Linked DNA regions of Pan troglodytes: regions 1 and 3 are each linked to region 2. A link is a contact called in public Hi-C and HiChIP or PLAC-seq data. All regions are on one chromosome and are shown on one strand. Each heading gives the region's core, a stretch centred on a gene start, on an enhancer-like site or on the middle of the called end of the contact. The rest is flanking DNA. Distances are from core to core; before and after follow the strand shown.

The links. Hi-C and Micro-C count contacts between places; a contact is called where the count stands out from the background. HiChIP or PLAC-seq counts read pairs in DNA pulled down with a chosen protein or histone mark.
Region 1: a Hi-C map of stem cell-derived neural progenitor cells shows a contact between it and region 2, with 2.9 times the contacts expected there. The contact joins the promoter of GFUS here to the promoter of SCRIB in region 2. A contact is called at or near these places in 1 of 7 Hi-C or Micro-C datasets (stem cell-derived neural progenitor cells) and 1 of 1 datasets of contacts at active chromatin or transcription factors (stem cell-derived excitatory neurons).
Region 3: an H3K4me3 HiChIP or PLAC-seq map of stem cell-derived excitatory neurons shows a contact between it and region 2, with 2.1 times the contacts expected there. The contact joins the promoter of EEF1D here to the promoter of SCRIB in region 2. A contact is called at or near these places in 2 of 7 Hi-C or Micro-C datasets (induced pluripotent stem cells and stem cell-derived neural progenitor cells) and 1 of 1 datasets of contacts at active chromatin or transcription factors (stem cell-derived excitatory neurons).

Annotation. Positions count from the first base shown.
Region 1 is chr7:153,969,430-153,973,780 of NHGRI_mPanTro3-v2.0_pri, reverse strand. GFUS (GDP-L-fucose synthase) reads left to right here and starts at 1,357. Exons shown (of 11, transcript XM_520000.8): 1 at 1,357-1,464; 2 at 2,214-2,370; 3 at 2,717-2,831; 4 at 4,023-4,151; 5 at 4,241-4,314. The coding sequence starts at 2,225.
Region 2 is chr7:154,180,921-154,185,102 of NHGRI_mPanTro3-v2.0_pri, reverse strand. It overlaps SCRIB (scribble planar cell polarity protein), which reads left to right and starts at 2,696. Exons shown (of 36, transcript XM_054657567.1): 1 at 2,696-3,265. The coding sequence starts at 3,107. It overlaps PUF60 (poly(U) binding splicing factor 60), which reads left to right. Exons shown (of 9, transcript XM_054657572.2): 3 at 1-95; 4 at 182-274; 5 at 392-605; 6 at 685-875; 7 at 1,003-1,138; 8 at 1,324-1,559; 9 at 1,651-2,093. The coding sequence ends at 1,950.
Region 3 is chr7:153,951,091-153,955,353 of NHGRI_mPanTro3-v2.0_pri, reverse strand. It overlaps EEF1D (eukaryotic translation elongation factor 1 delta), which reads left to right and starts at 2,815. Exons shown (of 8, transcript XM_016959994.3): 1 at 2,815-3,190. TIGD5 (tigger transposable element derived 5) reads right to left here and starts at 2,794. Exons shown (of 1, transcript XM_016960004.4): 1 at 1-2,794. The coding sequence starts at 2,636. The coding sequence ends at 705.

The DNA of each region.
Region 1 (4,351 bases), core at 108-2,607, 210 kb after region 2:
CGATCTCCTGACCTCGTGATCCGCCTGCCTCAGCCTCCCAAAGTGCTGGGATTACAGGCCTGAGCCACCACGCCCGGCCTAAAATTGTGAAATCTTTATTAAGCAACGCTGCCTGCCCATCACCAGAGCAGGTGGACATACCCAGCAGCGACTCACTTCAGTCATCTCTAATGTTTTGCTAACTTCCAGTCAGATAAAAGCCATCGCCTTACGGATGTCTTTAAACGTTATCATCATGAAACGTCCTTTCATAGCAAGATGTTAAGGTGGCGGGGGCGGACCACATTTCCCTTACCCTTGTCAGCCTGAGTGACTGTTTTTATTTATTTGAGATGGAGTCTCGCTCTGTCGTCCAGGCTGGGGTGCGGTGGCGCCATCTGGGCTCACTGCAACCTCCGCCTCCCGGGGTCAAGCGATTCTCCTGCCTCAGCCTCCCAAGTAGCTGGGATTACAGGCGCGCGCAACTACCCCCGACTAATTTTTCATTTTTATTAGATACGGGATTTCACCATGTTTTGCCAGGCTGGTCTCGAACTCCTGACCTCAAATGATCCGCCCGCCTCGGCCTCCCAAAGTGCTGGGATTACAGGCCTGAGCCACCGCGCATGGCCGCGACTGCTTTTAAACGCCTTTCGATGGAAGACGTTGACGGTGGCCTCTCGATGTCAGGGCCGCGCTGCCACCCCCTCCCGTCCCAGGCAGCAGGACTGGGCTCTGAGCTGAGGGCAGGAGCAGCTGGAGGCTCGCAGCGCGACCGTGGGACCCACTGTGAGCCGCTGCGACCCTCCTTGACTCGCCGTGAGCCATCGTGATCCGATGTGATCCTTCTTAACCCGCCGTGACCCGCTGTCACCCACAGTCACCCAACGTGATTCGCCGTAACTCTGGTGTTGTTTGCTGCTTGCTGCCCGAGCCTGGGCGTCCCCGTCGGCGCGGGTGACAGTGCAAGTGCTTGGGACGACAACCCGGGCTCCTCATCGCGGCCGGAATCCAAGAGGCTGCGGCGCGAGGTCTGCGTATTCGGGGGCGGAACCCCGGGAGGGAAGGAGAGCCGAGGGAGACGCCGCAGCGTGAGCCGGCCTGGCCCCAGCGCCTGCGAGGCTCCTTCCGACGCCGCGGGCAGCCCGCGCGGCGCTGCCTGCCGGCCCTCGTCTCGTGTCCTCCCGCCGTCCCAAGCAGGGCCTGGGCCCAGCGCCCCGCGGGCTAAAGAGGTTGCGGCCCGGGACCTCGTCCGGGGACCCGCCCGCGCGCGGCCGGCGGACGAGACTGCGCTTCCCAGGCGGCTTTGCGGCCGCGGACTCCAAGTCCCAGCTGTGCCCGGGACGCTGCGCGCCCCCGGGACTCCATTTCCCAGAGTGCCCCGCCCCAGCCTCCCGGCCCCGCCCCCCACCTGGCGCCGCGGGCAGCCGGAGCGCACCCGGCCGGAAGCCGCTGTCGGGGAGCCGGCGGTGGGGCTGGACGCAGGTGAGGTGGCACCGGACTCAGCCGCGCCCTGGGCCCTGGATGCTCCGTGAGAGTCAGGAAACGCTGTGGGGGTCTGGGATCGAGGGGCATGGGGGCAGCCTGAGGCTGTGGTAGGGGGTCTGGCTGCGGTGAGGTCTCCCCGCGTGCTTGGGAGCCGCGCGACGCCTGCGCAGGGCCCCCTCCCCTAAGGGCTGGCCTTGGGGCCCTGCCGGGGAGCCCGAGCAGGTTTCCGCCTCCCAGGATAGGATCCTTGAGGGTGGCTGCGCCCCGAGGCCTGTCCTGCCCTGGAGGAATCTGGCTCGCCAGGGCTCTCCAGGACCAGCCAGCCTCGAGTGGGCGTGGGCTGCACACAGGCGCCGTCTCGTGCCTGTCCCTAGCATGCGGGCTTTAGCTGCGAACCGTGTTAACGACCTGCGCCAGGAGCCCCAGTCCCAAGGTTGTCTGCCTCCCCTCTTGTCAGTCAGAGGGGAGTAGAATGTACCTCTTCTCGGCCTAGTGGGGAGTCGTGGGTTGGGACCAGCTGCTCTGGGCTGGGTGGTAGCTCAGGACCCCTGCGGCGCTGTAGACTGAGAGCTCCCAGGGGAACAGGGCTGCGACGAGGGAGTGCCTCGGTCCAGCTGGGTCTTTCTGGTTGCCAGTGGACTATGCCCCACTCTGAGGGCCTCACTCTGTGCCAGTTGCCACAGAAGAGTGGGGCTCCAAAGGATGAGAGCGTGATGACCTCAGCCTCCCACTATTTGACACTACAGGTACAACTGACATGGGTGAACCCCAGGGGTCCATGCGGATTCTAGTGACAGGGGGCTCTGGGCTGGTAGGCAAAGCCATCCAGAAGGTGATAGCAGATGGAGCTGGACTTCCTGGAGAGGACTGGGTGTTTGTCTCCTCTAAAGACGCCGATCTCACGTGAGTGAGCCCATCCCCAGATCAGCCCTTCCTCTCCATCCTACCCCGCACCCTAGAACTAAGAGTTCCAGGCTGGGCCTGTTCCTGAGTCTAACAGTAGCTGTGTGTCTGGGTCCTTCCTGCCAGGTGGCTGGCCTGGCCTGGGTGTGCTTGGCTGTGTTCCTGGACCAACAAACACCCTCCCATCTCTTCCCAGAAGCCTGCACCCTCATATCAGCCAGGCCCTGGGGCCACCCTCCCTTTTGACTGTCCCTCCTGCCATAGTCCCACCCAATTCCTGCACTTGGCACCCAACCCTGGGGTGCTGGTTCCCTCCAGAGCCTCCTGACAGCCTGGCTTCCTACAGGGATACAGCACAGACCCGCGCCCTGTTTGAGAAGGTCCAACCCACACACGTCATCCATCTTGCTGCAATGGTGGGGGGCCTGTTCCGGAATATCAAATACAATTTGGACTTCTGGGTAAGTGAGGGTGGCCCCAGCAAGCACTGGAAACCAGGATCCCAGGTTCTGGGAACTTCCTGGCGGGCTTCCCACTCTCACAGGCCCACATTCCCACCCCAGGAAGTCCCTGAGGATCAGGGCTTGGCACAGCCTGGTGGGGGCAGCCCCTGAGAGATCCCCAGTCAGTCACACTTGGTGCTGTGGACAAAGGGCCATGCAGGGGGGCCTGGAGGCACTTGGCCCAGTAGGCAAAGCTGTGGAGCTGACTTGCAGCATTGGGAGGCTGAAAAGAGCCAGCGGCCATGTGGGACTGGGAGCTGGTTCCTGCCCCCTGAGTCCCCAGGGCCTCTGGAGCCTCTGGCTCCCAGGACTGTGCTGGCCCAGCTCCCCTGAGCCGGGCCCACCACACACTCCGGGGTGCAGGGGTGTGAACAGCGCTCTGTGCATCTGCTGCCTGTGTCTGGGGGAAGGGGGCGTGGTGTAAGGGCCCTGCCGCGGCTAGCTGTGTTCCGGAGGGTTGGCCCCACCAGTCACTGGGCAGCAGCCTTGCCTTAGCTGGCTTTGCTAAGCATAGGAGGCACTAGGGTGAGCAGAGGCTCAGAGGAGATTCTGCCCAGGAGCCCTGTCACCCCAGAGCCCTCCTTGTCGGTGTCTCGGCCTTCCCAGCAGGCTCCCTGGCCACCACCTCTCCCTTCTCCCAAGAGCAGTCCCAGGGCTCCAGCCATGCCGTGTCTAGTTCATGCACGGGAAGTGGGGCCCGTGGGGTGGACCTGGCAAGCGCAGGCTCCATTGATCCTGAGAAGTAGAGCCAGGTGGGAGCTCCTCCAGGGTGGGGAAGTAGACCGCCCTGTTCCCCGTGTAGTGGGAGCCCCAGCCCAGCCCAGGGCCAGACTGGGCTCCTTCCCAGCCTCCAGTGGGGTCCCATGCCCTGACCTCAGCAGCCTCCTGGGTGGGGCCCAGCCCTGAGCTGGGGGTGTGGTTCTCCTCATAGTGGAAGGCAGAGCCAGCCCCTCCTCCAGCCTTGGTGGGGCTGGAGAGCAACGGTGTCTGTAAGCCCACTGCCTTGTCCGGAAACGGTTAGGATGGGCAGGCTTGGGTCCTACCAGGGCTGAAGGGCCAGGGTGTGTCTCCACTTCTGTGTCTGGAGGAGCAGGTAAGGGCTGGGATCTGGCCTGGGGAGCCTGAACTGTCCCCGCCTCACCCCTGCAGAGGAAAAACGTGCACATGAACGACAACGTCCTGCACTCGGCCTTCGAGGTGGGCGCCCGCAAGGTGGTGTCCTGCCTGTCCACCTGTATCTTCCCTGACAAGACGACCTACCCGATAGATGAGACCATGGTGAGGGGCAGGGCCTGGCTATGGGTGGGGCCGGGGAGCCTGTGGGCAGGGCCGGGAAGTAGCGGCCTCTGCCTCTCCCGCCCCCGCAGATCCACAATGGGCCTCCCCACAACAGCAATTTTGGGTACTCGTATGCCAAGAGGATGATCGACGTGCAGAACAGGTCCTCGCGCCCATCCTGCTGAGGCCCAGCCAGGAGT
Region 2 (4,182 bases), core at 1,447-3,946:
AGCTGGGGGAGGACACCATCCGCCAGGCCTTTGCCCCCTTTGGCCCCATCAAGAGCATCGACATGTCCTGGGACTCCGTCACCATGAAGCACAAGGTCAGCAGGCTTGGTCTGCCCCGGCCACTTGGGGCTTGCCCCCCCCCCGGGCTCGCGCAGCCTGACAGGTGTGTCCCTGTGTCTAGGGCTTTGCCTTCGTGGAGTATGAGGTCCCCGAAGCTGCACAGCTGGCCTTGGAGCAGATGAACTCGGTGATGCTGGGGGGCAGGAACATCAAGGTGAGGCAGGGAGCCAAGGCCTCGATCCCGCAGGCGTGCAGGGCTGCCCCTCCACGGAAGCCTTTTGTGGCCGGGCCTGGGTTGACCGGTCTTTCCATCTCACCGCCTCTTCCCCAGGTGGGCAGACCCAGCAACATAGGGCAGGCCCAGCCCATCATAGACCAGTTGGCTGAGGAGGCACGGGCCTTCAACCGCATCTACGTGGCCTCTGTGCACCAGGACCTCTCAGACGATGACATCAAGAGCGTGTTTGAGGCCTTTGGCAAGATCAAGTCCTGCACACTGGCCCGGGACCCCACAACTGGCAAGCACAAGGGCTACGGCTTCATTGGTGAGCTGGGGTGGCTGAGGCGGGATGGGGGCCACCTGAGGCTGGGGCTGGCCCTGCTCACTGCTGCTCCTGCCCACAGAGTACGAGAAGGCCCAGTCGTCCCAAGATGCTGTGTCTTCCATGAACCTCTTTGACCTGGGTGGCCAGTACTTGCGGGTGGGCAAGGCTGTCACACCGCCCATGCCCCTACTCACACCAGCCACGCCTGGAGGCCTCCCACCTGCCGCTGCTGTGGCAGCTGCTGCAGCCACTGCCAAGATCACAGCTCAGGTGAGGGCCCACACAGCTGTGTCGGCTCGAGGGTGGGCGGGCTGGCCCCTGATTCCTTGGAGACTGATTCAAGGTGGTCTTGAGTAGCCAGACCAGGGACTGAGCACAGTGACCTTTTGGGTTGCAGGAAGCAGTGGCCGGAGCAGCGGTGCTGGGTACCCTGGGCACACCTGGACTGGTGTCCCCAGCATTGACCCTGGCCCAGCCCCTGGGCACTTTGCCCCAGGCTGTCATGGCTGCCCAGGCACCTGGAGTCATCACAGGTGAGTCTTAAGTGGTACCAGATCCTCTCCTCTCCTGTCCTGGCATCTCTAGGCTCGCTGCCCTCAGCTGCCTGGCCCTGGTGGTCTGGGCACAACCCTCTGAGCCCAGGGCAGGCCAGCTCTGTGCCTTTCTGGGAAGGGGGGTGGTAGGGAGTGACTGATGGACCTGGTTGGTTTTCCTGCAGGTGTGACCCCAGCCCGTCCTCCTATCCCGGTCACCATCCCCTCGGTGGGAGTGGTGAACCCCATCCTGGCCAGCCCTCCAACGCTGGGTCTCCTGGAGCCCAAGAAGGAGAAGGAAGAAGAGGAGCTGTTTCCCGAGTCAGAGCGGCCAGAGATGCTGAGCGAGCAGGAGCACATGAGCATCTCGGGCAGTAGCGCCCGCCACATGGTGATGCAGAAGCTGCTCCGCAAGCAGGAGGTAGGCAGAGGGGCAGGGTGGTGGCGGGGGGGAGGGTAGGGGGGCGGGGCCGCAGTGCTCAGCTGTCTTCCCCTCGGCCCTGCCCCCACAGTCTACAGTGATGGTTCTGCGCAACATGGTGGACCCCAAGGACATCGATGATGACCTGGAAGGGGAGGTGACAGAGGAGTGTGGCAAGTTCGGGGCCGTGAACCGCGTCATCATCTACCAAGAGAAACAAGGCGAGGAGGAGGATGCGGAAATCATTGTCAAGATCTTTGTGGAGTTTTCCATAGCCTCCGAGACTCATAAGGCCATCCAGGCCCTCAATGGCCGCTGGTTTGCTGGCCGCAAGGTGGTGGCTGAAGTGTACGACCAGGAGCGTTTTGATAACAGTGACCTCTCTGCGTGACAGTGGTCCCTCTCCCCGGACTTGCACTTGTTCCTTGTTTCCTCTGGGTTTTATAGTGATACAGTGGTGTCCCCGGGGCCAGGCGCGCTCTGCCCAGCCCAGCCTACGGTGCGGATAAAGGTGCGGATGCTGCTGGCCCTGAACGTCCATGTGTCTGCCGTCGGTCCTGTCACCGATCCTGGGCGTGTGTCCTTAGGGGGTCTAGGGCGAGGAGGCAGGGTTGGGGGGGTCTCTGGACCTGCTTCCTGTTGGCAGGAGGGGCCCGCCGTGGGCGAGACCTGGGCAGGGGGTTGGCGCCCGGGGCCCCGTCCCGCGGGTGGCGGCGGCTGGGTGGGCGGGGCTGCCTGGGGCGCCAGGCTCTCGGGCGCGGGCTCGCAGCCGTCCCCGCAGGGTGGTGCTGAGAGAAGGCTGGGCGCCGGGACACCGCGACCCGCTGGAGAGCGCGCGCTGCCAGTGCTTTTGTGCCGCAGAGCCGGCCGTCCAAGGCGGGCGGGCGGGCATAGTCGCTTCCCGGGAGGAGGCTGTGCGTTAAGATTCGTGGCCAAATGCCGCGGGGCCAGGGGCCGGGCTGAAGACCGGAGGGCGGAGGGCGCCGCCTGTCGTGGATTGCAGCTCCCAATATCCCGCGCGCGGGGCGGGCCCGGCTTCCCGGCACGCTTTGCGCGGTGCCGCTACGGGTCCTCAGAGGCGGCGGCGCGCGGGGCCTTCTGGGGGCCGCAGTCCGGGCGTGTTAGGCGGCGAGGGCCGGACTCGGCTTCCCGACGGGCTGCGCGGCGGCCGGGTGGGTGTCGGCGGGGCAGTCCGGCGGGCAGCGGCGGTTCCGGTGCGGCACAGCGGGCGGACGAGCGGGCGGGACGAGCTGAGCAGGACCAAGCGGGATGCGGAGCCGCCGCCGCCGCCGCTCCCCGCGCTTCCTAAGAGTCTGAGACCCGCCGGGCCGCGCCCCCTGCCCAGGCCCGCAGTCCGAGCGTTCCGCGCGTTCCGAGCGCGGGCCGGGCCCAGCGCCGGCCGCGGCCGCGTCCCCGTCCAGTCTCGGGCGGCCCGCCCCCTGCCTGCGCCCCCTCCCCATGCGCGGCGCCCATGCGGACTGAGCCCCGCCCCCCGGCCCCGAGCCCGCCGAGCGCCGCCGCCGGAGCCCGCGCCGCCCACCCGCACCATGCTCAAGTGCATCCCGCTGTGGCGCTGCAACCGGCACGTGGAGTCGGTGGACAAGCGGCACTGTTCGCTGCAGGCCGTGCCGGAGGAGATCTACCGCTACAGCCGCAGCCTGGAGGAGCTGCTGCTCGACGCCAACCAGCTGCGCGAGCTGCCCAAGGTGAGCGGCCGCCCGCACCTGCAGCCCAAAGGCGCGCCCCCAGCCCTTGATTCCTCCGGCGGCAGAATCTGCCCGGGCGAGCCACCGCAGCCTCCAGCCGGCCCTTCTGGTTTGCACTGGCCAGGTCCCCACCCCAGCCAGCCCCACCCTTCTCTCCCAGCCGCCCTGGCTGGCGCAGGTGGCAGCGGTCATCAGGTGCTTGCCTGGGGATAGCGATTGTCACCGAGCCTGGAGGCGGAGCCTCAGAGTGAAACCCGTGGGGATTCAGGGAGGTGGATGGGGTTAGGGTGGAACTTGGATTCAGGTGGCTGATGAGTACTAGCTTCTTGGGCCGCTCTGGAGGTGGGGTCCCGACCTCCTCTCCTTTTTTGCTGGGTGCAGGGGTGAGTGGGGGAGCCCTTTGGATGTACTCTTTGCTCTCGGATCTGTTCGCTGTCCCCCTTTCTTTGCCCTTGCTTCTCGTGGTCAGGTGCTCTCCTAAGGCTGCTACAAGAAAGGAGGCTGGAGAAAGCAGATTAAAAAGTATCTCTTTTCTGGAGATGCGGTGCTGGGTGATTAGTACCTAGGGGTTGGGTGTCCCAAAGAATGTGACCCTGTTCTGGCCGTGGCAGTGACAGCTCGGTCCTCTGTGGCCACCTGCAGGCCTCGCGCATAGCACTGTGCCTGTGGTACTGTGTTATTGTGGGGAGCGTTTACTGAGTTCTTGCTGCAGAACCAGGCCAGGCTTGTTGTCGGGATGCAGTAGCAGAGGCCAGTGTGGGCCCCTGGAGGGTGGCAGAAGTGGTTCAGGGGCTGGGTGGGCCCTGAGGTAAGACACAGAGCAGAGAATTGGGGCTTTGTCTGGTCGCCAGCAGGTGTCTTCTCAGAGTGGAGGCTGGTGTGAAGAGTAGAGGGAGGCAGCCACAGTGGGCGTGTGC
Region 3 (4,263 bases), core at 1,566-4,065, 230 kb after region 2:
TCCCACGGAATAAGAGATCTGTTCAGTTTTCTTAGGGAAAACTAAAAATCCAAGGAAACGGAACTCTACACCTCCCTGCTGCACCCAGAACCTAATACAGGGCTCCACCCCTCCCACTCCACAGTGATGCTCCAGTACCTGGGGCCTCTGACCTCCAGAGAAACCGCAGGGCGGCCCGAGACCAGCCCACCCGGCCCCTGTTCTCACGGCCCCTCTGAAGAGCATCTTTAAAAACAGATTTAATGTGTTAAAAAAAATAGAATCAAGTGGTGTGCTTCGCCACTGAGATGACTGTGCTGTGGCTCCGGGGCCACATAGCACCAGGGCTCGATAGCAGACAGGAGTTTCGGCCCTCGTCCAGTGCATGTGACTGGTGCAGGGGCGGAGGCCCAGCCCCACGGGGGCCAGAGCAGGAACACAGCCACCTGTTCCAACAGGCGCTGTGCCTTGTATGCCCTGCACATGTGCCTGCCCTGAGAGGAGCATGGGCCAGGCCTCTCTTCCAGCTGTGCCCCCAGGGTGCCAGTGAGGCAGGGCAACCTCTCACCAACAGAGCTCCTCCAAGCCATGCTGGATTTGGATTTCTGGAACCCCCTGTACCCATGCGGTGGGCCACCCCAGGGGGAGGGGAGGAGAGATGGGAGACTGTGTGTGTGTCCCCTCCCTCCAAGTGCAGCAGGAGAAAGGTCACTGGGCTGGCCTGGTCACACACCGTCATAGGGGCCTGCTGGGGTATGCCCGATGCCCCCCAGCCTCCGGGCCATGCTGATGAGTGAGCGCAACTGCACCAGCCTCAGTGGCCCCACCTCTCTGGGGTCCTGGTTCTCCAGCCACCGCAGAGCTGTTTCTAGCCCCCGCACGGCCTCCCCGGCAGTCGGCACTGAGGTCCCTCCATACTCGGTGGCCTCCTCCTCGTCCTCTCCGCCCCCAATGGCAGAGGGCAGACCGGCTGGGGCCGGAGGCGCTGCAGGGGGCAGGGCTGGGCCCACCTCCTCCCTGCAGCCCTCGGGCGGACCCCCATCATCGTCCAGGTGCAGCCACTCCGCAACCTCCTCCGGAGCCAGGCACTTGTAGGCCAGAGCCGCCAGGTGGGTGAGGTCGCTGAGCACCCTGCTGTGCTCGGCGGCTTCCTCGGCCTGGGCCGGCTGCCCAGCACTGTCCTCGCCGGGCCGGGGCTCGAAGGCGGCCCGCAGGCCCAGCAGCCAGCAGCGCTCAATGCTGCCCGCCTGCACCAGGTCCCAGGAGAGGCCAGCCAGGTAGAGCATGTCCTTGAGCATGAAGCTGCGCATGAAGTCCAGCGGGGAGCCGCTGGCGCAGGACACAGCCAGTCGCAGCAGCTCGCGCTTGTACAGCTGTTTGAAGGCGGCCACCACACCCTGCTCCAGCGGTGCGGGGATATGTGCCCGGCTGCTGCCTTTGGACAGGAACAGCACCCGCACAGCGCCATCCGGTGTCTGCAGCTCCTCCGGGGGACCGAGGGGCTCCGGCCTGCACCGCACGGGGGCATCCTCGCTGTCCTCCAGGGCGGGCATACTGGCAGCTGGGCTTGGGCAGGGCGGGTGGGCCACCAGCAGCACGGCCTTCTGCTGCAGGCAGCTTCGGCGCAGGTAGCGTTTGACGCCTGGGACAAATTCCTCAAAGAACCAGCCCCGCAGCAGCGGGCGGCTGAGCCAGGCGTCGGGGCTGTAGCGGTAGGAGGCCGGGAACTTGTCCTGGTTGTGGTGGCGCAGGCTGGGCGGGTCCGGCAGCCGCCCGATGACCAGCGGCTTCAGCTTGTGGCTGCCGGTCAGGTTTGCGGCCAGCAGCACCGTTACGCGGTCGCCCCGCCAGCGCCGGCCACAGCCCCCCGCCCCGGGGTCCCCTGCGCCCGGGGGCGCAGCCTGCTCCGGAAGCAGCTTCCAGTAGAGGCCGGTGACGCTGGCGCTGTAAATCTGCTCGTCCCCGTAGCCGCCCTCGGCCGGGGGCGGCGGGGCCGGGGCGCGGTCGGGCAGGGGGCCGGCACCGGAGGGCAGCGCGGGCTCCTCCTTGACGGGCGGGCCGGGCGCGGGGCTCGGGGCTGGGGGCCCGGCCTCGCCGTAGAAGCGCTGGCTGGAGATGCCGTGGCGCTTCTGCCAGCGCCAGAACCAGCCGTGGCTGGCCTTGAAGGTGCACTCGGGCCCGTAGATCTGGCGCGCGAAGGCCTCGGCCTGCGCCTGGATGAGCGGGCCAGAGAGCGGCACCCCGTGCTGGCGCAGCGCCAGGAACCAGGCGTACACGGCGCGGTCGATCTCCTCCTCGTTGGCCAGCCGCATCTTCTTGCGCTGAGTACCCACCTCACCGCCCAGCTGCTCCAGGAACCAGCGCAGCTTGGGCTCGTCCTTAAGCCAGCCGCGCAGCGTCCCGCCCGGCACGCCGAAGTCGCGGCACACACTGGCCTGCCGCTCGCCGCCCTTGACGCGCTCGATGGCCTGCAGCTTGTCCTTGATGGAGTAGGCCTTGCGGAAGGCCATCTTCACGGCCACGCGGGGCCGCGGCCCGGGCGCGGGGGGCGGCGGCCGTGCAGCGGGGACGGGGGCTGGGGCGGGCGCGGGGGGCCCGGGCAGGGGACGGCGGCCGCGGCGCGGTACCGGGCCGGCCGGGGGGCCCGCGGGGTACATGGCTGCGGCTGGGGGACCCGGGCCGCGCGGGTCGCGGGAGCCACACGCCCAGCCGCTCGGGGCGGGGCACTCGGGGGCGGGGCCGCGCGGGTCCCTCCCCTTTGTCCCGCAGCGTGGCGGGCGCACGCGCGCTGACCTAGCCCGGCCCGGCCCCGCCCCGCGCCTGCGCGCTGGCCGCCTCGTGCGTCACTCGGCCCTTGCCGGCTGCCGGACCCGCCCCCACCGGCGACACCACTGGCCGCGAAGCGCAGGGGGGGCGCGCGCGCTGCCGCCCGTTCCCAGCACTTGTGCAGACTCCTCCGGGGAAGAGCGGCCTCCGCGGTCATCTCCAACGGAATTCTGCCTTTGAAGTGTCGGGGCACGGCGCGTCGAGGGCCCTGGCGGCCAGGCGGGGCATGTGCAGGGGTCGCGTCCCCCCCCGGGCCCCCGGCCCGTGGCTCTTGGTAGAGCCCAGTGCTTCATTTCCCGTGCGCGGCCCGGGCGGCCCTCCCTTTCATCAGTCTTCCCGCGTCCGCCGATTCCTCCTCCTTGGTCGCCGCGTCCTTGGCTGGCGTGTGAGTACCGCGGCCCCCGCCGGAAGGAGTCGGGCGCGACAGAGACGCCCGAGGGGCCGGGAGGGCGGGCGGCCCGGGCTGCGCCAGAAGCTCGCGCCGTTAGGGACTGAGGCACAAGTGCGCCAGCGCGGGCTTAGGGGCCGTGGGCCAAGTGCGGCACTTGGGGCGAGCGCAGAGAGGCGGGGCGACGGAGGCCACGTGGCCGGCCTGGAGGGCGTCCGCGGGACGGGGGCGCCGGGAGCACTGGCTCACGGTGCATCCCGGTCGTGGAAGCCCCTCGGCCAGGCTGCTGGGGCCTAAGGCCTGTGTTTGCTGCCGTCTCCGTGGGAGACCAGACATCTGCCCCAGCTGTGCCTCTGGCCTGCAGACCTTCGTACACCACGTGTTTATCAAGCACCAGTTACTGCACGCATCAGCTGAGCACGGAGGGGATAGGCACGGACGCAACACTTTTGGAACTTAGACGCTAGTGAGCACGGAAAGGAATAAGCCTGTACTGTGACTGGGTCAAAATTTCTGTCTCTTGATTTGGATAGGGTGGTCGGGCAGTCTCTGAAGGGGGCGGGGATGCTGTTGCTAAGAAGTAGTACTTTCAGAGGCTTTAAGTGGAAGGAAGAAGGCAAAGGGGGCGGAGTGGGTTGGGGACCTGATGAGACGTCAGGATTGGTTTCCAGAATGAAGGACCGCCTGGCAGCAGAAGAACTGTGTAGCTAAACTTGGGGTTGTCCCTGCCCGACAGGGCGGGTGCTTCTTAAGTTGACACTGCCTGCGGCTCACCTCCCAGGGAGGCAGGCCAGGCCATCTCACCTGAGCAGCCTCCTTCTACAGCTCCGCCCACCCCGTCATCTGGACCCCATGAGCCTTAAGCAGCTGGCTCGCAGGCAGTTGGTTACTTCCGGAGCCCGTGTGTGCCCAGCCCCGTTCTGGGGGTGGGGGATGCAGCTGAGGTGCTGGGCAGGTGTGGAAGGAGCCCCCGAGCGTCCTCTGAGGAAGTAGACGCTCACCTTCGCCTTCTCACCCCATGCCTCAGGCCCAGCCAGGCTCCTAGACCTGCCTCTGTAGAGGCTTTCTGG